Linked DNA regions of Columba livia: region 2 is linked to region 1. Evidence: chromatin contacts called from public Hi-C data. All regions are on one chromosome and are shown on one strand. Each heading gives the region's core, a stretch centred on a gene start, on an enhancer-like site or on the middle of the called end of the contact. The rest is flanking DNA. Distances are from core to core; before and after follow the strand shown.

Region 1 (2,723 bases), core at 139-2,638:
AGCACCACCAATCTTAAATTAACTTTCCCGGTGGGGGAAGAGTCTCGAATTGATTCTTATCTACTTCACTGGGTCTTGTGCTGACAGTCAGGTTTGCTGTTCTCACCACTGTTAAAGTGTTCTGCTCTTTACTGAGTGTACTGTGAACAAACCACCAGTCCAGACCTTTCTGATACGGCTGTTGTGATTTGCCTTATCTTTATTTGCTCCTCAAGCCACTTCGGTAGAGCTGAAGAAACCATCTCCTGCAAAAACTTTGAACTCTGGATGAGCAACTAGAAAATATCTTTATTACCAGGGAAGGAGTACTCAGGCTGGGACCCAGCTGAGGTGCAGGAGAACTGCAGGGACCTGCATAGGAAGCGCCAGAGAGAGTTGCTGGCATTGAGGCTACTAAGGAATTCTTAGAGATGTGTTAAATGGTAGGCTCAGCTTTGCTAATGAATCACCTTGCTCAGGCTACAGAAAGTTTTGGTTACGGGTGGCTCTGAGGGCACAGAAGAAAATGTCATCTCACATTTGCAGCTCATGCAGTGATTCCTACATGGGAAAGTGGAAGAACTCCTGTGCATGATCACAATGAAGATGTTTATATGCATTACTCCTGTTATTACAGATTAATTAGCTACTGAAGGACGAAAGTGCTACAAAGGTATAATTTAGATTTCTGCAGAGTTGTACTTTGTGGCAATGGTCAGTAAAATGAAGGTAATATCAGTTCACTTAACATTTTACAAAATAATAGTTTGAGCTTGCAGGCTGTGTACATGCTTAGTGTAAGCATCTGAATAGCCCCTGCTTGCTCAGTGTGATTACTGATGTGCTTAAAGTTAAGCATGCATGAAAGTCTTTGCAGGACCAGAGATGCAAAACACAAATAACTTTTCCCCTCGATATAATTCCTATCAATAAATACCAAAAAAAAGCACAAAACAAAACTTCAGATTTCTATGGATTCTATGGGTGTAAAGGCCGTGTCTTCGTCTATGTCTTGGATGGTGCAAAACGCACTGTCAGTCCTTAACAAACAGACAGGAGTGATAAAAAGCTAATATGCAAATGGTGTTATAGATGAGAATTTTTTTTTCATTTGTGTATAAAGCTCATTTCAGCTTCCAATACATGAACAAGCTATAATCTATATAATTCCCCTTAACAAACACTTGAGACCTCATCAGTGATGGGAGAAATAATCTTAATAAATGCCTTTTTCATTGCTCAAAACCTGTGAGGGAGCAGCAGCATTCGGGCTGCCGGGGGGCAGTGGTCGGGCTGGGTTTCGGGGTGTGGGTGGCAGGGAAGGGGGGGCGGTTCGGGCTGGGGGAAGCCCTGGTCCCCCGCTGGGAATTACCCAGCTCTCCGTCCCTCTCCCAGCCCCGCCGCGGCAACATTTATTGCAAAAGCAGGAAATTGCTTATTACTAAAGTAGCTGGCAAGGGAGCGGGAGCCGATGCTGTTCCACACTGGCACAGCACTTGCTTAGCTGCAGCTTTCCCTGCCTCTCCTTGTTCCGCTTTCTTCTTCCCCCTCTTTCTCTCCTCTCTCCCTCTCTCTCTCCTCTTCTTTTTTTCATTTTGGCTTCTATTCAAATGTGGGTCAGGGGTGAGCGGCTCCCAACGTCACAAGCTTGCAAGATGGCGCTGGGAGGAAGGCTGTGAGATGAGGAACAGGCTGGTATAAACCGAGAGGACAGGAGAGGGAGAGGAGGAGGAGGAGGAGAGGGGAAGGGGAAGAAAAGCTGCTGCTCCAGATGCAATAAGAAGGTAACGCGGAGCGGGGCGCGGGCGGGGGCGCGGGGCCGCGCGTCCCGCTCGGGCGGCCGGGCGGGCGCTGCCGGGCTCCGGGTGCAGCCCAGCCCCGCTCCCCCGCTCTTTATTTGCAACCCCGGTTATTTGCCCATCTGCATGGGTCCACCCGGGAGAGTGGCCGGGGTGGCGGGGGTGTCCCCTTGTTCCCTGCCCTGAAGCAGCCGTGCCCGGCACCAGCGGTAGTTCCATTGAAAAAAATACAGATCATTTTCTTGTCCCCCTTGCCCCCTGTCTCCATGCCCCGGGCCCCCTCCCCTCGCCCGCCCGGCGCGCTGCCCCGTTGCTTTGGGGGCCGGGGCGAGCATACGGTGTATTCGCCACCGCGCCTGTCTGGGGGTTGCAAATGTTGGCTATTTGGTTAAAGCGGCTGGAAACTTTCCCCCTCTTCCCGTGCCATTTGTGTGTGTGTGTGTGCGCACGGGTGTGCGCTGCCCCTTCCCCGGCGGCGGTGGGCTCGGGCCGGGGGGCCGCAGCTGCTGCCCGCCGGGGCCGGCGTGGGGGTGACCGGCGGGGCGGGCAAGCAGCCCCGGAGCTGCAGCCTTCTCCCCATACCCACTTGGCCACTGCAACTGAGCCGTATTTTATTTTTCTTTCCCCGAAAGGAGGGAGCGGAGCCTTGGGGTGCCGGGGGGCGTGTTTGTGCCGGGGATCCGGCCGCATTGTGGAGGAGAGGGCAGGGAAGGGGCTCCCGGGACTCGCATTGCCTCCTTCCCCCCCGCAGTCCATCCGCGGGGCTGCAAGGCGACGAGCCAGGCCGGCATCCCCCAGCCCCAGCGCCGGCCTCTGCCCCACCGGGCACCCCCTGCCCTACCGGGACCGCGATGAACTTTTGCCCCGGCTCCCCCCTTCCCCGCCGCTCCCCTCGGCCGTTCGGGATCGCGGAGGGAAGGACCCGCCGGCTCCTCTCGCCCTGCC
Region 2 (2,723 bases), core at 71-2,570, 51 kb after region 1:
AAAAGTCAGAAAACTCTCAACGGATGTTACACTTTGAATTTGCAAGCAGTATGATTCAAAGGAGAAAAATAAAATGTCTAATAAAAGTCATTGGCTATTTATTGAATTAATAAAATGAGGAAAAGTGTCAGCTGGATAAACAACTGCAAAATAGAATAAATGTTTCAACTGGAGATAGTGCAGCTCTCTGCTTAGCAGAAAACAATACCAAATTGAGAGCAGACTATATTTAGTTGTCAATCAATATGGCTTAGTAGTGACCAGCCACTGGTCATCCTTTGTGAAAATAACTAGAATGTAAATGTAAAACAAGGTTAAAATTGGTAGCTTTAAATCACTTTGATTTCAGTCCAGCCTTCCTCTTGCTCTGGATGCTACCCGAATAAATGAATGAGTCAAAGCACATTCAGCTGCTGGCATGGCATTGCTATGGCTTTTCCTGTATTTGCCGTGATGTGATACACAGATAAAGGAAACTCTGTGTGTTCATATATTAAGTCACTAACGTTACAGTTGGTCCTTTTTTTCCTTCCCCTTTATCTCATCCCCATTGCCCTCCCCCAAAATTTAAATGGGCAAGTGAATTTTGAATTTGCCGTGTTTTACACACTCCTCAAGGTGTGTGAGCTGCCCTGAGGATAAGTGCACCCGGCCTCCTGTTTTCCTGTCTTCTTGTGTTTGATACCAACTGCGAGAGAGCCCTAAAGAGGTTGTTCCTATTTTACTCCTCGTCACATGTTTGCTACTGTAACTTCCGAAAAATAAAATTAATTATGACCCTAGAAGCAGACAGTCCAAGAGTGAAACAGCTTGTAATTTGAACTCTGAAGTTCCACTGGTTAAAATTGTACAAGACATTCGAGTAATCTGTTTATATATTATTTTAAGAAAACATCTTAATTGTGAGTCTGGTTCCTCAATAAAAAAGGATAGTTACCAGGTTAATCATTGCTATGCACTAGATCACTAATTTTCTTCTTAATGACAGTAGGATTTTTGCCATTTTCTCCCATAAAACCTCTCCAACTGATTTAAGGGGATGCTGTCGAGGATTTTATGCCCCAAGGCAGGCACGTCACCAATAGCTGGAGGTTGGTGAGGAACCTCTGTTGGATCAAACGCTTGCAAGTACTGACAAGAGTGGGAGTTGAGCATTTGGACGGAGGCCTGTACAGAGACTCACGGACAGATCTGTTCTCAGCTACTCCTACTTGAAACGAGTTATTTTTGGTTTGCCCTCACCTAGAAATCCAGACTTTGAGTCTTCAAAGAAAAGGCACACGCTGCTGTCTCCCTGTGGGAACACACAGCTCTGTCTGGGGGAATGGAGAGGTTGGTTGCCCATAGGAGGGCCTGGTTTTCCCAAAGTCTGAAACTGTTGTTTGTAGAAAAATGAACGCTTGCACTCCTGTACTAAATGTGGGGCTTTTCTTTAAATGACTTCTTAAATAATTGTTTCTGCATTCTGGGAGTGCACATCCTGTATACTGCACAGTTATGAAACGCAGCTCGGTTTGCCTGTGGGGGACACAGACCTGCTCTTGTGATTTGGTTTCAAGTTGCTTGAGAAAGACGTGACAGTGTGTGTTCAAAGATCTCATGACAAATGCGCGAAGTTCAGTGCTCTGAGCAGCCTGGCTGCTAAACTGGCCAGGAAGCCACTAACACTGCGGTTGGCAAAGAATAAAGAAAACGTAAAGATGCCTAAAACTTGGTTATGGGAGACTGTTCAACATTCAAACTCCTGGTGTCTGAGAACATGGAGTGGCATTTGCAACAGATGTTTGCCTGGTAATCAAAGACCCAGTGTAATAAATAGTTGGTTAAAGAGTAAGAGTTCACCTGGCGGTTAATGCTTATTTTTATGGCTATAGACTGGAGACCTCTGGAAAATGAGAAATGCCAGTAGTGAGAAGTGTACAGAGTTCTAGGAGTAGATGGATCTCAGCACTTCAGGGTCCTGCTCTTTTGCTTGAGAATGAAGTATCATGGAATGGCCTTATTCTGGATTCATTTGAACAGAGATGGCCAGTGAGATGAACAGATGCATGGGATGTAGAGTATGTGAGAATTTCCCTTCGCTTCTGACTTGTGCTGGACTGATGAGTTGGGTTCACTGAACCCACTGCATCACCCATCCTCGAGGGGTCAATAAGCAGAGGTGGACTGAAAAAGTTCTACCTGTGCCACTTCAGAAGAACAGGTAGCTTGGCACTGCCTTCATCCCTGACGGCTGCTCCTGATGCCTGGAGATATTTACCATAGGGATGAGCAGAAAAACCTGATGTGTGCTCAAACCTGGAAATCCGAGTTAATAACTTACGGATGTGGTAGATTCCTCATAAATTAGACTTTTCATCATGACTTGTGCATGTATTCTCACTCGTGTACTCCCTCTCCTAAAAGCTGTTGCCTGAATGCAAGAATTGTTTGCTGGAAAATGAAGGCGCTTGTGCTGTTGAGGAGAGGTAAGACAGGAGGGTCCTGCAGGGCCCTGTGGTCTTCCAGCTCTGAGCCCATGCACGATGGTCAGCAGGTCCTTGCATCCATCAGTGCTTTGCCTCCCTGCTAAGTGCTGCAAGATGCTTTTCCCAAGATGGATGGCATGGGGGCAGTTTTTCATGCTGAATACCATCATATCGTGATGCAGAGCTATAGCCCAACCAAGTAACTCTTCTCTTTTTATTATCAGTGCCAGTCACGAAGATACAACACAAAAAAAA

What was found. Hi-C and Micro-C count contacts between places; a contact is called where the count stands out from the background.
Region 2: a contact with region 1 is called in a Hi-C map of liver, with 1.6 times the contacts expected there. The contact joins the enhancer-like site here to the promoter of HIC2 in region 1. A contact is called at or near these places in 2 of 2 Hi-C or Micro-C datasets (crop and liver).

Annotation. Positions count from the first base shown.
Region 1 is chr17:8,360,520-8,363,242 of bColLiv1.pat.W.v2, forward strand. HIC2 (HIC ZBTB transcriptional repressor 2) reads left to right here and starts at 1,389. Exons shown (of 3, transcript XM_065033103.1): 1 at 1,389-1,763. The region is part of intron 4 of LOC135575619 (a long non-coding RNA gene); the gene reads right to left.
Region 2 is chr17:8,412,006-8,414,728 of bColLiv1.pat.W.v2, forward strand. The region is part of intron 1 of HIC2 (HIC ZBTB transcriptional repressor 2); the gene reads left to right. The region is part of intron 3 of LOC135575619 (a long non-coding RNA gene); the gene reads right to left. Among named protein-coding and RNA genes, the nearest start is that of HIC2, 51 kb to the left of the region's middle. Within about 2 kb of position 1,321, at least 1 of the 3 cell types and tissues checked has an H3K27ac peak away from gene starts, as active enhancers do.